Linked DNA regions of Xenopus tropicalis: region 2 is linked to region 1. A link is a contact called in public Hi-C data. All regions are on one chromosome and are shown on one strand. The core of a region is the stretch at or near the end of the contact, and the rest is flanking DNA. Distances in the headings are between cores, read along the strand shown. Region 1 has its middle 8.7 kb from the start of plpp3. Region 2 overlaps plpp3 (phospholipid phosphatase 3).

The links. Hi-C and Micro-C count contacts between places; a contact is called where the count stands out from the background.
Region 2: a Hi-C map of gastrula embryo shows a contact between it and region 1, with 2.5 times the contacts expected there. The contact joins two enhancer-like sites. A contact is called at or near these places in 2 of 5 Hi-C or Micro-C datasets (gastrula embryo and neurula embryo).

What each region holds. Positions count from the first base shown.
Region 1 is chr4:87,605,891-87,608,804 of UCB_Xtro_10.0, reverse strand. No RefSeq gene overlaps it. Among named protein-coding and RNA genes, the nearest start is that of plpp3, 8.7 kb to the left of the region's middle. Within about 2 kb of position 1,649, at least 3 of the 11 cell types and tissues checked have an H3K27ac peak or open chromatin away from gene starts, as enhancers often do. A contact at or near this core is called in gastrula embryo, where this site is marked.
Region 2 is chr4:87,648,590-87,651,411 of UCB_Xtro_10.0, reverse strand. It overlaps plpp3 (phospholipid phosphatase 3), which reads right to left. Exons shown (of 6, transcript NM_001016858.4): 5 at 2,341-2,517. Among named protein-coding and RNA genes, the nearest start is that of plpp3, 34 kb to the right of the region's middle. Within about 2 kb of position 1,286, at least 2 of the 11 cell types and tissues checked have an H3K27ac peak or open chromatin away from gene starts, as enhancers often do. A contact at or near this core is called in gastrula embryo, where this site is marked.

The DNA of each region.
Region 1 (2,914 bases), core at 400-2,899:
CCTAAACCCATTCTTTTTTTCTGTACTCCCTACTTAATTTTCTTGATAAAAATAAATGAAAATTGAATTGAAAAAAAAATAATATCAGTTTAATTTGTGAAGCTATAGTCTAAAATTGATTAAGGACTGCAAACATTAAAGAGGAACTGTTGACCCAATAAAACAGCTGTTATTGTTTAAGGAATCTGTTTCACTTTTATTTTTACTTTTATTATGATATTCAATATAATATTTGATTTTGGGTGCTACCACATATATTTTTCTGTGCTACAAAAAATGAGTTGTGCTATCGGGTGCTGTTGGGCAGTTGTACATTCTAAAGCACTGTACTGTTGACGTCTACCAAAATGTTTCTGCTGTCAGTGTGAGACTATTATTAATTGTCCGGTACTGTTTACTGGATTTTTGTAGCACAACACTAGTGTCTCTTTAAAAAACTGACTATATTATATGAGCAGCCTGAAGTGAGTGGTGTAATTTGCAATAGTGTAACTCTGTCCACTTGCTTCAAAAGAAGTATAAGACTGCCACCTAGTGTTCATAGTGTGTTACAAAATAAAGTGGTTTCCTTGTACAAGGCACATGGTAGGGGAATCACAAAAGTGTCACATTTGAATGTGGAGTAAAACATTTGTTTACACCAGAAAATCATATAATTTGTAATGACAAATTTAGTAATATATAATTGAATGTTTTCATTTCTATTTATGCTAGCTTCATCAAAATAGTGTGTGTAGAATCAGAGTTGGAGTAATTGTGTTTCATTTAAACTAATTTAATTTGACCTTATTAATTCTAAAAAAAAGTTGTTGTAAAAGAAAACATACCAACTTAAGTTTTTCTTAAACTATTCTGACAATTAGGTACATGAAATTCATAAAGCTGGTGTTCAAATGGACAACTAAATGTTAAAATGCACAAAAATTGGAAAATTACAAACCTGGCTTTTGAAAACAGATGTTTTTAAAACACATTTACTCTTACTTATTCCCATCATACTGTACCTTACATTTGTCGATAAACTTTAAGTATAATTGTAGTAAGGAAGAGTAACACAAATATATGTATACATGTGTATATGTGTTAATCTTACTGCAGTTATAATCTTCTCCATGTTTGTGTTTTCTCCCCTGGGATGACAGATGCAATGATTCTTTCATGGGTGGTCTGTGCACTCCAAACAAAGGGTTTTTTCTAGAGGCAATTGTTTGCTGATGTTTTTTATGTTAATGAATATGCTGTATTAATGTATTGTTATATGTAACATGAATAATATAGATTCCATAGTTTTGCCTTACACCTGAAGGACTGGCTTCCCATTTAGGTATAATGCATTTTACCTCTTTAGAGTAGAATCTGCTTACTCTATGTGGGATGTAAACATATGCATGTTTTCTAATGTGAATCATGTGCCACTACTGTACTGCTGTACCATACATTCACTATCTATGCTGAAATCAAGTGTTATTGTAAGGAATAGCTTTAGCAGTTTAGGCTTTCAGTTTGGTTTAATCAACCTGTTAAAAAGTATATTGAAGTAAAAAGTATATTGAAAACAACACTTTCACTGACAGTGGGGGCACTTAATTAAAATGCAAGTTTCGGTGTAACACAATGAACTATTCATGCTAACACTGAGAAGATACTAGTAGGATAAAGACTGAATGTGGAGTTTCACGGTTACTAAAGAATGCAATGTGCCATGTGTTTTGTTCCTCTTGCCATTAATCATACTCTTAATACCTTCTACCCAAACAGTAAGTGGCATTCTCTAATAGACTTTTCTCTTTTTTCTCTTTTTTACTGCATAGTAATGTATACTACTATATACTGTACATATATATACAAAAGTGTTGTAATCTTATTTATTTATTGGATTAGTCTAATTTCTTTATTTCTATTCTTTATTATTTGCTAATCTTGAAAGTGCAGTACTTTTGTGATTTATATTTTCACTGACACCCAGCTACTTGATTTTGCAAAGGGAGTGCGATTATGGGAGTGGCCTTATAAGTCTTAGGAATACACAAAAAAAATGTATTAAGTCAACGTTCAGTCATCTCAGGGACCCTCTTCTAAACTTATTTAGTCTTGATAATTATCCCTAAACCTGAAACACTGACTTAACAAATAGTTTTCTTTGTATTACTATGATTCACAAGTATACCATTACTGTCTATGGATATTTTATCCCCAAATGGGAGTACCAAGGCACTGATAGATTGAAGGAGTGCACCTGCTACTATTTGATGGAATTAAGCTGTGACAGCAAAATATATAGACAAAAACAAGAGGTCCTCTGCAAGGTCCCCATTATGAATATATACATAGGACATTAAGGCATTCTGTGCATTAAGCTACCAAGAAATGCCCTCCCATTTAAGCAAAACAGGGATTTTTTTGTCCATATTAGCGCTAAGCGACAATATTTGCCAGGTTTTGCCGCAAAAAACACACTCCAATAGCTGAAAAAAAATTGTTGCGTGATAGAAAAAATTATGGCCCATTGACTTCAATGCATTTTGCAAAGTTTTGGCAAATCAAAAATGGAAGGATTCGGCCATCACTATATTGCAATATATTTAAGCTGGCCAACTACGTCATGCCCAGTCTGGCCAGTCCTACACTCATCTTCATGTGATAGGAATTCTACTACTTCATTATAAATTTTGTACAGGGGCGAAGTTTTACCCACAATTTGCTTTTTATCCGCCATATATATATATATATATATATATATATGGCCACTGTATATGTACACACACAATTCATGCCATAAATAAGGAATTTATAATTATTCAGTTATTTTAATGGTTGCAGTATGCGTAAAGCTTATAATGCTTTAGGGCTCTGGCACACGGGGAGATTAGTCGCCTGCGACAAATCTCCCCCTGTGCCAGAGCCCTTAGTGCTC
Region 2 (2,822 bases), core at 37-2,536, 43 kb before region 1:
ACTTGCTCCCTTTTCACTTAAAAAATACTGAATTTACAAATTTGTGTTTCAGGGGATCAGCTAATTTGTGTTGGATATTACATAGACAAGTCCATTAATCTCTACCAACAAAAAGGTGAAACAAATTAATAAGTTCAGTTCAAGTTATGCTATGCTAAAATTCACAGGGAGTAAAGGCACAGTTCATCTTCACTTAAATTACAGGCAATGAGAACTATGTAAATGGGAACCAGCTGTATATGATCTATGCTTCCTTATAAAGTAAAGTGGTGAAATAATGAGAGGCGCTGGTTTCAAATGACTGGTTACTGAAGCATACTAGCAATAATTGAATGTAAACTAAGCAGGGAAGTAGGTAAAATGTAGTTAACAAAACATTTATAATGTATGAATGGTGTTTTCTTGGGTCATAAAAAAAATGTTTCCTATGACATTTTACTGGTCCAAAGATTTCATTTAATGCCTGAAGTATACAGAGGTGGGGGGGTCACTCATAATTGTATAATAGCTGTTGCATTGAGATATTATTGCTGCATTTGGCTACCAAGATTATGTGCTATCAGGAAAGAGCAAATGCTTCAGAAGAATTAGATCATTCATCTTCATTCTGAACATTTGCGTAGACTGCATTAATGGCAGATTGAGGAAAGCAAAGAGGCTCTTAAAGCACTCTTAGTCACTGTGGATAAGGTTTTTTTTCAAACCACATTCATTAAAACATGAATTGGGCAGTGTTCCATCTAGCAAAGGTCAAGTCTGATGCATTACATACAGTTCCAAACAATGCTAGACAGAAAAGTTTCATAATATTGTTAACTAAGAATCTTTTGTTACTGAACATGAAGATAGCTAATGTTATAGTGGACAGCGGGGACTGTCTTAAATCCCTACCAAAAGTAATTTTGCTGTCTACCATATCTACCTGATTAAATGTATAATTTTAGTTGTATTTTTCTGTTGTAAATGATATACTAATTATCTGCTACCAATAAGAGTCAATTCAAATTTAATGTAGTATATCATTACTGAATATCAGTAATTACAGAATAAAGTAGAATAACAGATTTGCAGACAGCTAAAGTTTTGTGCTTGTTAAGACAAAAGGGCATGCACATTCATATTATGGGTTTTCTTTGGTGTGAAAATAATTCAAACTGGAAGTTTATGGCTTTGTCAACCAGCTGTTTCCTTTTTAACTGCACTGCGTCATCCAGTTGCAAACCTCATGTGTCCCTGCCATGTATCTTAAGCAGCCTCTTAGTACGAATGGACTCATCTTTCTGCACTGACCAGACACAGACATACCCTTCTACTGACAAATGTGTTTGCATCTGATCTTCTGACACCACGAATGTCTTTCTGTTTTGTATGTTAACGAAGGATTGTCTTTTTTTCTATTTGCAAAATGACTAAATTTGTAACACAAAGCAGAAACCGGCTGAAAAGCATTATCTGGTTCAGACACACTTTGCAGTTAATAAATGTGGTTGAAATGTTACTACACAAAGTTTAAAAACAGTAACATTTAAATAAAAGTTCAGTATCATACTATTTTAAGCTCTGTTTTGTTTATATGATCTTTCTCTCTGATGTATGCAAGTTCCACAAACATAAGCAAATATAATGTTTTATAAACGATTTTTACAGAAATGGAAGTATGGATGGGGTCCAGTGGAAAAGCTAAGCAGATGTGTAAGGTCCCCTAGCTACCATATCTAATGCAGTAGTCACATAACCCATGTGGCATTCAGCTGCAACATGGCATAACCTATAACCATGTATTTTTTTTACTTACTGTTTTGTAATAGAGTAGGTGGGGCTGGAGTTTCAAAACTAAACCCCCTTTTTTTTAGAGTTGCCCATTCATTAAAAAGTTAAATATTCCATTAAAAAAGCTGAACTAGTGGGATAAGCAAAGGGCAGTGAAGCAACTGTTTGGTGGGAGTAGGCACTACAGTATAGCTTAGAGTTCAAAGTAGTTTAAATATGCTACAGCCAAAACTACTTAAGGTAAGGTGATTTCAAAATAAAATGTATCCATGATTATAATATTGAAATTATAGGAAAACCCCTTTTCAAGAAAACCTCAACTCCCAAGCACTTCAGATAATAGATCCCATACCCGTATATATAGTTATTCAGGTTATTCATAAAAAAATCTATATATGATGACAATAATGTAGAATACTATGTAATGAGAATTACATGAAATAGTAACATTTTGCGTTTTTTTGTAGATACAGTCCAGACACATTGTATATTTTGTATATTATGGGAATGTAGGTTGCCTTTTTAATTTTCTGTATGGAGTTTCCCCACAACTGAAATAATTATACTTACTATGCAGTAAGCAACCAGGGCCCCTTGCACAAAACCTGCTAGCACATCAGAGGGGTGATGCTTGTGGTCAGAAACACGGGACAGTCCTGTGTAGAACGCCATCATGAGAAGGGTGAACTGCAGGAGGGGGCGCAACAGACGAGCTCCTCTCCAGGTAAACCGTGATTGTAGATAGAGCTAAAAATAGCAATAGATAGATTTTAATTTTTAAACAAAGAAAATCCACAGTATATAGACATATGTACACATTTTAAAACACTGCTGTTTCTGCTGGTTTCGTAACAGAACCATGACTTTGTAAATGCACACTTTAAATGCTTTGCAAATGTGGAACACCGTTAATTTAATCAAAACTGCAAGAAGGAGTGCTGCATAACATAATAGCATAAAGTGGGAGTTTCAGATCTGGATTTATTATGACGCCACATTCTTTCTTGGTAGTACTTTGTGTCAGTCTGAGAAATACTTTATTACAGTTTTTT